Regions from separate parts of the Sus scrofa genome. Here regions 1 and 3 are each linked to region 2. The links are chromatin contacts, called in public HiChIP or PLAC-seq maps. All regions are on one chromosome and are shown on one strand. Each heading gives the region's core, a stretch centred on a gene start, on an enhancer-like site or on the middle of the called end of the contact. The rest is flanking DNA. Distances are from core to core; before and after follow the strand shown.

The links. HiChIP or PLAC-seq counts read pairs in DNA pulled down with a chosen protein or histone mark.
Region 1: an H3K27ac HiChIP or PLAC-seq map of skeletal muscle shows a contact between it and region 2, with 5 times the contacts expected there. The contact joins two enhancer-like sites. A contact is called at or near these places in 1 of 5 promoter capture datasets (liver), 17 of 47 Hi-C or Micro-C datasets (blood, embryonic fibroblasts, fetal heart ventricle and 8 more) and 1 of 2 datasets of contacts at active chromatin or transcription factors (skeletal muscle).
Region 3: an H3K27ac HiChIP or PLAC-seq map of skeletal muscle shows a contact between it and region 2, with 4 times the contacts expected there. The contact joins two enhancer-like sites. A contact is called at or near these places in 15 of 47 Hi-C or Micro-C datasets (blood, embryonic fibroblasts, fetal liver and 7 more) and 1 of 2 datasets of contacts at active chromatin or transcription factors (skeletal muscle).

Annotation. Positions count from the first base shown.
Region 1 is chr1:114,657,898-114,662,456 of Sscrofa11.1, reverse strand. No RefSeq gene overlaps it. Among named protein-coding and RNA genes, the nearest start is that of CGNL1, 32 kb to the right of the region's middle. Within about 2 kb of position 1,461, at least 10 of the 83 cell types and tissues checked have an H3K27ac peak or open chromatin away from gene starts, as enhancers often do. A contact at or near this core is called in skeletal muscle, where this site is marked.
Region 2 is chr1:115,118,636-115,123,280 of Sscrofa11.1, reverse strand. No RefSeq gene overlaps it. Among named protein-coding and RNA genes, the nearest start is that of TCF12, 65 kb to the right of the region's middle. Within about 2 kb of position 2,535, at least 12 of the 83 cell types and tissues checked have an H3K27ac peak or open chromatin away from gene starts, as enhancers often do. A contact at or near this core is called in skeletal muscle, where this site is marked.
Region 3 is chr1:114,677,582-114,682,345 of Sscrofa11.1, reverse strand. TCF12 (transcription factor 12) reads left to right here. Exons shown (of 21, transcript XM_021094696.1): 21 at 1-47. Among named protein-coding and RNA genes, the nearest start is that of CGNL1, 52 kb to the right of the region's middle. Within about 2 kb of position 2,940, at least 13 of the 83 cell types and tissues checked have an H3K27ac peak or open chromatin away from gene starts, as enhancers often do. A contact at or near this core is called in skeletal muscle, where this site is marked.

The sequences.
Region 1 (4,559 bases), core at 212-2,711, 460 kb after region 2:
CATTTTTAAGGTGTGAAAATGTCAGCTCAGCCTGGATGCTTCCAGGAGGAACCGTGAAGAGAGGAAGCAAGAGGCTATTTCCAAATCTCAGGTCCAGAAAATATCTTTTTGCTGCAAAAAGGAACAAAAATGCCAGTAGTTCCCAGTACCACCCCCTACACACACACACTTCATAAGCATCAAATCCAAACCCCCAGACGGATGGTGCTGGGGAAGCAGACAGAATGTTTGGTCTCTACCATCTTCCTGGCAGACAAAATACTTTAACCTTGACAGGGAGCAGGACACAAAATCCGTGTGTGGAGTTGGGCAACATCGCACAGTGTGACTGACCCTCTAAGTACGTGGCCGTGGTGGGCACAAAGCCTAGTGTTGGGATTACATTTCATCCACAAAACTGACCCCACTCCCTTTCTAAATTATCATCACACATAATTTTACGTTATTTTCAAAATCACCAATGTATTAATACTTTAAATAACTGGTGTAGTGTTTCACCAACTACTTCCTATCACACTTAAAGTGGGGAAAGCCTCAGCCAATTAGTAAAATGAAATCTGAATTACATCTATCAAACTAAGCAGTTTTATTGCTCCAAGTGCATGTAGAAGGTTAGGCGAGATAAATCTCAGGCAGGAAAACTCCTTTGGGATCTTTAATGAAGACAGGAAAATGGTTTATTGTTAGCTTATCAGTTAGTGCATGGAAATGGAAGATTTTTCAGTTCTGGAAAACCCTGCTCGTTCTCGGCTGCAGTGACATCTTGTTTATACCATCATCTGCTCAGCCCACTCCACCCTCATCATTTCCACCAAAGTAGACGTCAGCCTCGATTCTGCAAAATATCACCCATTCCAAATTGCTGCATTTAAGTAAATTCTTGATATGTTATCCTGCTTTAGTCCAGGCTCTCAAAATGCTTTTTAAAGAAACCTACTTGGACCCGTGGCAACAGGCGTTTCTGCTGTTTTCTTTTTGAAGATAAGTGGCAGAAAATGTCAAGGCTGTGGCTTCATGACTTGTCTGGGCTCCCAGACTCTCCATCAGTTACTGGGCGAGAATCCCCTCTGCTCATGGCTCAGGGCTTGAAGGAGAAGCTAGAGTTGCAGGAGGCTGCTCCAGGAGCCCCCTCAACCCTGCATAATTACAGCACAGAAATGGCTATGCATGACCACCGCCCAACTGTGACTCGAACCCGGCACCCAACAATGGCCCCGAGTGTGCCTGTGCGTCTGAGTCACAGGCAAGGGGAAACAGGGACTTGTGTTTCTCATATATCCCAAGGCCGCCTTCTAACATGACCGGGCCCCAGAAGCACAGAACCCCATGGCTTTTTGGCAATTAAATGGTTTTCACACTTCTATTTTTAAAAGCCTTGGAAATGAGTAACCTGGGGGATCAGGGTGGTTGGGTGAATGTCTTGCCAAAGTTCTCCCAGTCAGAGGCCCTGACTGGCAGGGGTCCCAAAACAACTGTGAAACCAAAATGCCACGACAGGCCTGCTCCTCAGATGATAAAAACAGAGACATGGGAGACACCCAGGCCCACACAGTCTGCCCTACGTGGCCACAAAGAGTGTGTTCTAGCCTCTGGTCTCCAGCTGGTCCAGACTGTTGTCCTGCTGCTTTGCATGGGTAGGTAACACTTTCCCCTGTGGGATTCTGCTGCAGTGGGTTCCCAGGAAGCCAACCCAGCCAGAGAGGAGGTCCATGCAGGGGTTGGGGTGGGGGGAGGGGTGTTAGGGGAGTTCTTGGATTGTACATCCTGGAAGGAAAGGGAAGAGGGTTTTTTGCTTTTTTTTTTTTTTTTTTTTTTTACGTGCACACATTTTATTTTTTTAGCAGAACAGGTCATCTGTGAGACCTAAGCTACCTTTTCAGTCACAGGATATGCCAGGAATTCTTGTCACTGAAGTTCCTCAGTAATACTGTTAAAAATCCAAGGATTTTCTATGACTTCCTTATCCAACAAATAAGTAGGCTTAGACTATTTTATCTGAAAACACTTAAATCCAATTCTGGAATTCAAATCTAATCAACATATCTCTGTATTGTAACAGAGTGAATTTTTCAGTGAGAACTTCAGACATCTGTCTTCTTTTATATTACACCAACATATATTTTAAAAAAATATTCCTCCTTACTTTCAAGACATAAAAGTCATAGAATTTTCCTTTCTCTAGGAGGCATGGGTGGAGGGAGGAGTGTAGCTGGGGAGCATCTCAGCAGACCTTCTTGGGTATTCTGAGGTTGGGTGACCCCTCAGAGCAGCAAAGGGTCAGAGAGGGTCAGAATTTTATAGCTCCATGCCAACCAGGCACTGGTGTGGTTCCTGAAAGGGGGTGTGTGTGATGTGGGGGTGCCTCTGCCACCTACAGCAAAGCTAGATTTTAACCCACTGAGCAAGGCCAGGGATGGAATCCACGTCCTCATGGATACCAGTGGGGTTTGTTACAGCTTCCCCACCGTGGGAACTCTCTGTAGCATCTCTTTTAAAAGCTTAGGATCAATGTGGAAGTTCTTATCTTCCCAGTGGGGCCTGGCAACAAAGTGGGGCCTGCGGGAGAAACCCGGGATGAGAAGCCCCTGGGGAAGGGAGTCACATAAGGGGAGGAGGAAGGGCAGGGAACCGTGAAAGAGAGGCAAGAGTGAGCGAAGGTGTCTAGTTTTTCTTTAGGAGGATGAGGCGTGAACTGCGCATGCCAGGAGGAACACCTGAGCCCAAGTACACAGGATTTGCAGTTAGAAGAGCCACGGGAGAGACAACGACTCCACCTGACCTGCCACGGACCGGACGTGCCCGAAGCGCGGGGGCGTGGCCACCAGTGCAGAAGCAGTAGGGGCTGGAGCTTGAGCGCTTGGAAGGAAACAGTGAGAGGGTGCTGCTGACTTTAATCCCTCTCCTGGGGCTGTTCATGCTTCCTCTCCCTCCTACGCCCCTCCCTCCCCTCCCTTGATTTTTTGTTTTTTTTGTTTTTTTTTTTGTCTTTTTTGTCTTTTGTCTTTTGTTGTTGTTGTTGCTATTTCTTGGGCCGCTCCCGCGGCATATGGAGGTTCCCAGGCTAGGGGTCTAATCGGAGCTGTAGCCGCCGGCCTACGCCAGAGCCACAGCAACGCGGGATCCGAGCCGCGTCTGCAACCTACACCACAGCTCACGGCAACGCCGGATCGTTAACCCACTGAGCAAGGGCAGGGCCCAAACCCGCAACCTCATGGTTCCTAGTCGGATTCGTTAACCACTGCGCCACGACGGGAACTCCCCCTCCCCTCCCTTGAGACCCCAGGGATGGGCAGATCCGGCCCCCCAGGTAGTCCCCCTGGCTGGGCGGTAAGGGTCTGTCTTGGGGTCAGGGAAGTAGCTGGCACTGGCAGGTGGTGGCACCTTATGCTGTGACAGGGGAGCCTGGAGGAGGAGGCCAGGGAGGCCCATGTCCCAGACGCCCTGTCACTGGGTCACTTTGTTTCACTGCGTTCCTAATGCGAAGCTCTAAAGCAGAGGGCGTGCGATGGTTCCGTGGTGAGGAGAGAGAAGGTTCTGGAGTCCTGGACATGGTGAGGAGGACAGACCTGAATGGGACACTGAGGTGGGTGGTGTGGACATGGAGGGCAGATTAAGGCTCTGAGTCAAACAGGGGTGGTGGGGGAGGGGAAGAGGGTGAGAGAGAACCAGAGAGACAGGGACAGAAGCCTCAGGGGCTCAGGAGGCAGGAGAAGCACCATGGTCTCCAGCAGGGCAAGACACAGCCCTTGCACTCCCCAGGCCGTTCTGCTCTCCGTGCCTGGGGGGGGGGGGGGTCTATGGTGGGCCTGGGGGTGAGGGTAGGAGTCAGGAGGTGAACCCCACCTGGGCCATTTGCGTGGCAGGGGCCCAGTAGAGGTCACTGCAGCTATAAATGGTCCCATGCCATTCCAGCAGAATGCCCTGTGGACAAGAATAGTGAGCGCAGCAGCCGTGAGGCCATGGAACGGAGTGACTGCTCTGCAGAGAGCAGAGGGCTTCCAGGCAGTAGCGGCTGTGGTGGGATCACTCACACACGCGCCCCTCCCCTGCTGGCCTGGAGGGAGCGCGCCCAGCCCCACTTCTCTGCAAAAGGCATGTCAGAGGCACTGACCAGAGGTGGTTCTTCAGATTGTTTTCTCAGGGGAAGGGGATGCTTTCTGCCCCAGGGAGAAAGTTGGGGGTGAGGGGTGGGGAGGGGGTATGAAAAAGGAATAAGAAAGGAAAGTGGTTTCCCTAGCACAGTTTGGGAAAAGGCTTGGGTGGCAGCCAAGGCCCAGCCACAGCAGGAGGAGAGCAGATGGCCTGGGCCCTCCCACCTGCAAACCTCCATGTCCTCAGTGTGTCCCACGTTTCCTCAGATGCTTGTGAATCAGGCTCTAATCTGATATTTCTGCTTATTGTTTCCTTACTTTTAGCTTCTACCTTAGCTGAAATCTCCAAATTAGGCCAATTTCATTGTCTTGCAGACTTCTGTAAATGAGAGGCCTCAGATCCTAGGCAGAGGCAATGTACTTCCTTCTTCCGGCTCCAAGGATCTAAAATGGTTGCTATGGGAATTC
Region 2 (4,645 bases), core at 1,286-3,785:
GATACCTGATTGTTCAAGTATGTTAATTTTTTTTTCTTCTGAGATGTGTTACCTAAATTCTTCATGGGCAAGGATTATTTTTCAAATTTCCGTTTAATTAGCTCCCAGTAGCTAACACAGCTTTGGATATACAGTGGGCATTTGGTCAATTATCAATGACCTTTTGGGATATGGCAAAAAAGGGAATAAAGAGAAAAGAAAGACCCTCATATTTGTTCATGGCAGGAGCTTGCTTTTATTCCAAAATTTGTTGCTAAGAACAAAAATTCATAAGGTTTTAAAAATCCATATTTGAAATGAAGATGGTGTGTATAATTAAAAGCTTATGGTTGTCTAATAAAGGACAGAAGATACCAATTAAAGCCAAAATTCCATCTCTAAGCATCCTTTCTCACTGTATGGGCATCCCAACTGCTAAGTTTATTTAATAGATCAAATTAAATGGATGACTGCTTTTGAAGGGCATCTTAGGGACTTGGGACTTAGCTTTGCTTCAATGCATGTTTCCCTAAGCCCACTAGTGACAGAAGTAGTCAATTTTACTAACAGAAAGTCAAACCACTTTTAGATATGGGGGAGAGTGCTAATATGATATTAAAACTTCATGAAGGGCTATATATACATGTTATTTATTTTTTTCTTAAGAATAAGCAAAGGGCATTTACTTGGTTTCACCAATTTTATTTATTTATTTATTTATTTATTTATTTATTTATTTATTTATTGCTTTTTAGGGCCACACTTGCTGCATATGGAGGTTCCCAGGCTAGGGGTCAAATGAAATGCTGTGCCTATGCCACAGCCACAGCAAGGCAGATCTGAGCCACATCTGCACCCTACACCACAGCTCACAGCAACACCGGATCCTTAACCCACTGAGTGAGGCCAGGGATCGAACATGCAACTTCATGGTTCCTAGTTGGATTCATTTCCCCTGTACCATGACAGCTACCAATTTTATTTCTTTGTTCAAATCTGATCAGGCTCTGAAAAATACCTGGCCAAAACTGTTTTTAAGAGCAAAGTAATTTTTGTTCCATAAAGATAAATGACTTTTTATGTGTTCAACAGTGCTCATATTGCATTACATATGTTATTTTTAACTTGTAAGTGATGAAATGCTGTCATGTAGGGATGATATTCAAAATAGTTAACAATGGTACAGCATGTACACCAGCCATTCAGAACGAACCCCTGATCTATCTGGATAGATGCCAACTGGTTCAACCAACTTGCACACACCAACTACTTCTCAGCCCTGGTATGGTGGACTGTTAAAGATACTTTGGTCCATACATTTCCCATCCGGCCACAGACACACATTTTCCTTTGGAGAACTGCCCTAGCCCATTCCAAGTGATCTTAAAGGAAATGGTCATCATGGGACTCCACCTTCCCTTGGCCGCAAGACAGGGACATGTGATCCAAATTTAGCCAATCAAAATAGTCCATTCTTTCACCACAGCAATTGATTGAGAACTGGGTGATGACCCAATTCAGTCCAAGCAAAGTTCTCCCCATAAATTTTCCTCTGGAGTTGATTGAGAAGAGTTCCCCTACTTTGGAGATTGCTAAATTTGAAGAATGTGAACCTGAGGGAGGCAGCCAGAGGCCATGTTGCCTTTGCAGAGAAGAAATCCTATTGAAGAATGAAGCCAAGAATAAATAAGTGAATAAGTGAACCTCAGAGATAAAGAGAGAGACAGAGTCCTGACAGCATTGTTTTGAGCCTTTGGAAACAGCCATGCCTATATCTAGATGCAATTTCCTGGATTTCCCATATTCTCAAAGAAATATTTTCTTTCCTTCCATATTCCTTCTTTTTTGTTTTCCCTTAAACTAATCTGAGTTGAATTTCTATCCTTTGTATTCAAATAAGTACTTATTAATAATTATGCCCACATAACATAATTCTATATAATTTCCATTACACAATGCTGATGAAATCTTGGACTTAATTGAAAACTCTGCTTTTCATTAGATTGTTCTAAGACTCTAAAGCAATACATTATGCAACTAGAAGCCATTATAGGTCCTTAATTAAGGAAATAACAAAATAAAGATGGTCTCTTAGAAAGTTTGCCTGGCAAGGGATGTGTGGAAATAAGAAAAACAACATATACTCACACATGTATTCATGAATATAGATAGATAGATGATAGAATATTCTCAGTTTTCAAAGATGCCAGATACCATTTCTTTTTGTGTTAAAACAGCTAAAAAGAACTATTATTGCCCATACCTTAAGAATGTTTGAAAATTATTATACACTCTGCCTTTAATTACTTAGAACACTGAATCATAGATTTACATCATCCATTTATCTGATAAGCAGATAGTAGGAAGTTGCTATGTGCAAGCTAGGCTCTGGGGATAAAAAGATGAATTAAACAATTTCTCTGATCTCCAGGAACTCACATTCTGATGAGAGAAGCAGAAAGTAAACAGAAAAACAGTGTAAGAGTTGGCAGGACCGGAACCCTTCCTTTTGCTAAAGGTCTCCTCCTCCTCAGACGTGCTGTTAACCAAGGACTGGACACAAGGGAGTAGGGCAGGCACACAGCTTCAGAAAAGCGGCTCCTGAGTAGCCCAGGCTAAACTGCTCGGTGAATCATGTAATCCTGGATTTTCTGGCATTTCAGGCACAACTCAGATTGCTTTGGTCTTTTTTATGTAAAGAACTTTCTCATAGGAAAAATAAAGAAATAGGTATTCCATGATTGATGAATGAAGGCTTAACTCTCTTTACAAGGCCAGATATAATCTTCAGGAAGTTACTTTTGTTTGATTCATATTTCAAACTGTCAATTAATTTTAATTTTTTCAAGTTTAATTACGAACAAAATTCTTAAGAGCACAGAGAGGGAACTAACTAAAGTTATATTTTCAGTCATCGTGAAGCCTCTGTTTATTTGGAGCCACTCCTTCCTTAAAGACATACAGCTGGGTCGTCAGAGTGGATTCTGTTACAAGAAATTCCTCCAGGCTGTCTCATTTTCCTCAGTTCCTCAATGGAATTGCACAATAACTTAACCCATAGCTGGAATTCACTCACAAATTCCTAGCAGCTAGAGGCCAAAAAATACTGGCAACAATTTCTTTCACCTTTTTTCTTATCCTAGTTCCTGCATCTTTCTGTGAATGTTGTTTGGCTCAGTGGATTATTGTTGTGTTTGAAAGAAGAAAAAAAAAAGTCATTCATTCCTTTTCCCTTTTTATTCTACCTGGCTTTTAAATTTTCCACGTGGATGTTCAAATTAAATATAGTCTAAAACAGCCTTTTTTTTTTTTTGCTCCCAAGGTGACTTTTTTTTCTTTTGTGGCCTCATCAGTGGCATATGGAAGTTCACAGGTCAGGGAGCTAATCTCAGCTGCAGCTTCAATCTATGCCACAGCTGCAGCAATGACAGATCCCTAACCCACTGTGCTAGGCCTGTGATTGAACCTGAGCCTCCACAGCAACCCAGGCCACTTGAAGTTGGATGCATAACCCACTGCACCACAGCAAGAACTCCTTCCAAGGTAAATCCTTAAAAGAGGAAAATAAAATATTTTTGTGTCAGATTGTATATGATAAGGGATTTAGTACTTACCTTCTAAATCATTTTGGGAACTAGAAAACTTTATAATTTATCTAGTCCAATTCCTTATTCTACAAATATTCAGACAGGTTAAATTATTTGCCCAATACACAAAGCTAGTAAGGGACAAAGCTAAAACAAGAATCCATATCTCAGCAAGGTTCTCAATATTGATGATAAGTTGCCTGCCCATTTCTCCTAATAGCTATTATAAATCTTCACCAGTGTTTTCATAAAACTTATAAAAATTTATAATACTACCCTCCATCACTCTGGCCCCTAATTCATAGAAAATTAAAAGCAACCAAGCATGACTACAGTTCTGCTTTTAAACTTCTTCATATCTCATTTCAAAGTAACATTACCTGACTGTTTCAAGGGTACTCCTGCCATGTGTTATCCATATCACATTGAGTCCCATATCCTTTTTCTTTCAATTGTTTTTTCCTCACGTAAATGAGGACCCTTTCTCCATTAAACCCTTCTTTTTAGTACATAAACTTGTTCAAGGACTTGCATTTATGGTGACTTTATGTCCCATTCTGGAAACATTCTTTTCTTTTCATTATAACCAAGCTTATTTTAAGAAAGGTCTCCTCTCATTGTTCCTACATTCTTGCCTCTTATTCATTCCTTTACATTCAAAAATATGACTTCTGATACTAGCATTCAACCGAAAATATTTGGGCAAAGACCATCAGTGCCTTTTAAGAACATAACAATTCCCTCCTTTTAAGGACCCTCTTCTCTTTTGGCTTCCTTATTATCCTCTTAACATTGAGTTTCCAAGTTTTTTTCTTTTGCCTCATTAATTCCTTAATTACTGTTGCTTCTCAGGGTTCTGTTCTCAGCACCTTTTCTTTCTCATTCTGTACATTCTCTGGATAAGTCCCACTTAAATCCATGGCTCAGCTCTCATGCACAAATTTGTATAATATACAGAAGGCTTTCACAGGAAAAATATTTCTCTTAAGTTTTCAATGTTGACCAAGATTATTTTTATTATAATATTTACTTATTTAAATACAAAACTAAATATAAATTCCTTATGCTTATAATTCTTA
Region 3 (4,764 bases), core at 1,691-4,190, 440 kb after region 2:
TGGTTCCTGTCACATAAGAACTCAATAAATGATAAATATTTTTAAAATAAAGAGTAGCTTTCCTTATAGCCAGCTCCCAGGAAGACTCCTCTTCAGCCATCCTGTGAGAGGTAAACGGTGGTGATATCAACCCCAAGAAGATGTCAACCCACCTCTGCAGAAGTCTACACTCTTCGGGGGGAAATCCAGTGAAACCTTTATTTTCACTGCCCCTCAAATGGCTACATTTTATGAGGACTTTTTTTAAACCCTCACATTTCGAAAGTGAGCCAGTAAGCTTTGCCCTTTTATGCGTTAGCAGCTGTGTCAGTTTGGGTCCTCAGGAAGCAGAAACCAAATGGAGTTAGGCATGCAAGAGGTTTATTGAAGGTAGTACCTGTGGAAACAGAAGGGAAAGAAATCAGAAGTAATTATGGATGGTCTTCAGACCATGATGCAGTTCTGACATCTGTGAAAGAAGGGGAGAAGGGAGGAGGATTAGGTAGGAAGAACTACCGGCATCTCTGGAGAAAGTCCTGGGCAGTCCACTGAGGTCCAAGAAGATTGCCCACTGGGGAGGCTTGTGTTGGACAGAAGTGGTAAGGTACCAGTGTCCCTGTGGTGGGCAGTCACCCGGGAGTTACCTGGGGAGACAGGCCTCAGTTTGAAAACTGCAAAGGTGCTGCCTCTGGAGGCTGATGGCCAACGTCTTCTTGACAGGTTATCCTTTAAAGGGAGATCTCAGAAGAGTGTCTCCACGGCTTTCACAATACCTCATTGCTACTTCCTACAGACTGTCAGAACAAAACTAAAGGGTCTTTTGTGGTCACTGGGGCCAAAGCTGACCTCAGCAGGCTGATGAGAATTTCTAAAACTGCAGTTCTTTCTCCCCCAGCATTCTGCAGTCAAAGAATCCTACACATGTTACCAAGGAGGACAAATACCCTTCCTCTTCCATCTTCATGGGCCATGATGTGGCCAGGTATAATCTGAGACCCTAAAGTTGCTGTGCTTAGCATTCTGGTGGTCTTCACCGGACCTGGTGTTAGTCCCTGCCTTGTGGGTCAGTGGACAGTCCACAAGGTCTTTGTGGTCACTTGGCTTTGTTTTGAGGTGTTTCCCTATGCTGCCCACAGCCTCAGGAGTGCTTACCTCTGCCCTGTACCTGCATGTTCATGGGAGTGGAAACAAATCCAACTAGTAACCATGAGGTTTCAGATTCAATCCCTGGCCTTGTTCAGTGGGTTAAGGATCTGGTGTTGCCGTGAGCTGTGGTGTAGGTTGCAGGCTCGGCTCAGATCCCAAGGTGCTATGGCTATGGCTGTGGCCATGGCCAGCGGCTACAGCTCTGATTCAACTCCGAGACTGGCATCTTCCATATGCCGTGTGTGTCGCCCTAAAAAGCAAAAAAAAAAAAAAAAAAAAAAAAAAAAAAAAGTCATTTCAAAACCTTTTTTTTTTTTTTTTTTTTTTTTAGGACTGTACGTACCCTCAGCATATGGAAGTTCCTAGTCTAAGGGTTTTATCAGCTATAGCTGCCGGCCTATGCCATAGCCACAACCACGCGAGATCCAAGCCATATCTGTGACCTCTATACCACAGCTCACGGCAATGCTGATCCACAACCCACTGAGCGAGGCTAGGAATTGCACCAGTATCCTCGTGGTTACTAGTTGGATTTGTTTCCGCTAAGCCACAAGGGAACTCCTCAAATGTTTATGGCAAAATAAAATTGCTATTTGATGTGGGATTTGAGCTCGTTTAATATATTTGATATATTTTATATATATACATATATATACACAGATGGGTGTGTGTATATATATACACACATATATGTATAGACCTGATGGAAAGGTCTTAAAGACCTGAAGGTGTAACATCCTGAGTTCCTTCAAGTTCAGTTTCTTTCATTTAATACTTTTTCCTTCTGTGGTTTCTTGATAGTTTTGGGAAGATACTCAACCATGTCTTCCCCTCTGGAGGACAGGACCACTGGTGTATCTCTGAAGCTCTCATCTGCCTAGGCTGTGAGGACCCCCAGAGACAGCATGGGGTTTTTTAGACGCTCCAAAGAAACTACTTTTCCCCTGCTCCCAGGGTGAGGTCTTCCTTTTCTATCCCTTGCAGCCCTTTGATAATTGTTGCTTTCTCCTATTTCTCTGGCCTTTTTTGGGACCTTTCCTACAAGCCTGAGTCTTTTCTCCTGGACAGCTGGTCCTGGTTGGACCAGTGCTGGGGACAGGCTCTTGTCCTGAAATACACCCAACCATCAACCATGGTGCATTTTCTCTGTCGTCTGGTTACTCCCAGCAACCACACTCAGTTCAGTGAACTTGGGTAAGTTTCAAAGCGGCCCAGCAATGAACTCCAGCCCCTGCCTTGCAGGGCCATGGCATTAGGATGTCCTGCCTGTGGGACCACCGCACACTCAGGCTCCAGTCCCAGGGGCCCCTCCTGACACCTCCATCATTTCAGGCTGAGCCACCACACCCATGCACGTCAGACCGCCCCCAGGCCATCTCACCTCCCCCTCATTAAAGCCTGCGCTGAAAAGAGCAGGGTTGTTTTCCAGACTCTGTCATCAGGGAGGTATTGATCAACACTGATAGTGCGAGGAGCTTGATCTCACCCCAACTGGCAGAGATTAATTAGCTTGATTCCCAAGCATAATCCCTAATTAGGGGCAGGAAGAAAGGAAAGAAAACACAAAGCAACTATTCTGTCCGGGGGCGGGGGGTGCAGGAAGGCGAGGAAGAAGCAGGTAAACACGTCCCAGCACCTGAGTGCCTCCTGCCTACTCCTGGCCAGCCCCTGAGCACAAAGAGTGCTGAGGAGGGGGTGCCTTAATGCAAGGATATGCTTTTAGTTTCTTTGCTTTGCATCCTCCCTAGCAACACACTGGAAGGTGCAATTAAGCAGGATGCTTTGAAGTGCCTGCTCTAGGCTTGCACTGCCCCCTGGGGGCTGAGGCTGCCAGCAGGGGAGAATTCAGCTCCCCTAGACTTCGAGAAAGGTTGGATGAGGAGAGGCTAATCACCCTGAGACCTGAGTAGAAGTAGTGAAATGATCCGGTTTCCTGCAGCCGGGAAGCAGGTGTCATCTTACTCTATTACAAAGCATTTCTAGAGCTTTCCAGTGAGGACTGGCGGGTGGTGGGGGGACAGCTGGACGAAGGAGGAACCTATGACTTAACAGCTGTGAGATTTGGCCAATCCAAACTTAACCCCTCCAGAGAGTTCCTCTTGAGGCTAACAAACCCGACTGTTAACCATGAAGACTCCGGTATGATCCCTGGCCTCGCTCAGTGGGTTAAAGATCAGGCCTTGCTGTGAGCTCTGGTGTAGGTCAAAGAAGCAGCTTGGATCCCACGTTGCTGTGGCTGTGGTGTAGGCCGGCGCTTCAGCTCCAATTCGACCCTCTCCATCAGCCTGGGAACCTCCATATGCTGCGGGTGCGGCCCTAAAAAGACAAACAAAACAAAACAAAACAAAATTTAACCCTTCTGAACTTCAGTTTCCTCTTCTATAAAATGGGGATAATTTATAATCATATTAGTTCACATAACAGTTATGAGAATTAACTGATGTGTTCAGAGGTACATGGCACCCAGGGGGCACTTTCTAACCCACCTGACAGAAGCAAACCATGGGTGCAACAAATCAAAAAATGGCCGTTAAGAAAATAATCGCTAAAAAAAAAAAAAAAAAAAAGGAGTTCCTGTCGTGGCTCAGGGGTTAACGAACCTGACTAGCATCTATGAGGCTGCGGGTTCAATATCTCTCAGTGGGTTAAGGATCCCAAGCTGCTGAGAGCTGTGCCGCCATAGGCCGGCAGCAAGCGCTCCAGTTAGACTCCTAGCCTGGGAACCTCCATATGCTGCCAGTGCTGCCCTAAAAGACAAAAAGACAAAAAAAGAAAAGAAAAGAATTGTTTATGTTTTTTGGATGTGATTGTTTTTCTAAAGTCCTTGTCTGTTAGAGATACTGCCTTGTTTGCAGAGGTAATGATGGGATGTCTGGTAGTAGCTTCAGTGTCGGGTGGTGGGGGTGGGATGAAAGGGTTTAGATGGAACAGGATTGGCTGAATTGATCATTGTCAAACCTGGGTGACAGATACATGGGAGTTCGCTATGTGCTTTATTTTGAGATGTTTGACGTTTTTCATGACACTAAGTTGAAAGAGGGAGGAGAGAAAGGCAGGAAGGAAAGTAAAAAGATTCCATTCTAGTGTCCTTTCTGAAACCTTCCCTGACCCCACATCTGCAGGGGGATGGAGGGTGTTTTCTGCTGAGCCAGAGCAGTGAGGTCTGAGAGGAGACAGGAGGGAGCTCCAAGAAGCAGCCTCAGGCTGCAAAGTCCCTCTGGGAACCTTAGAGAGAGACAGCAGGACAGGGAGACAATGGAGCCTAGCCTGGGTGGTGCCCGGGATGACATCAGGTGGCCAAGGGTCATGGGACCAGAAGGGAGGGAGGCCATAGCAGAGAGAACATTGACAGCTGTGGAGGAGGAAGCAATGTGAGCCAACTTCCCTAAGGAAAGGGTGGCAGGGCCAGCGAGCTTGGGCGGTGGCAGGGTGCTCCAGGATGAGAGTGGGGGTTTTTATGTTTGTTTGTTTGTTTTTTGTCTTTTTGCCATTTCTTGGGCCGCTCCTGCGGCATATGGAGGTTCCCACGCTAGGGGTCGAATCGGAGCTGTAGCCACTGGCCTACACCACAGCCACAGCAACTTGGGATCCGAGCTAAGTCTGCAACCTACACCACAGCTCACAGCAATGTTGGATCCT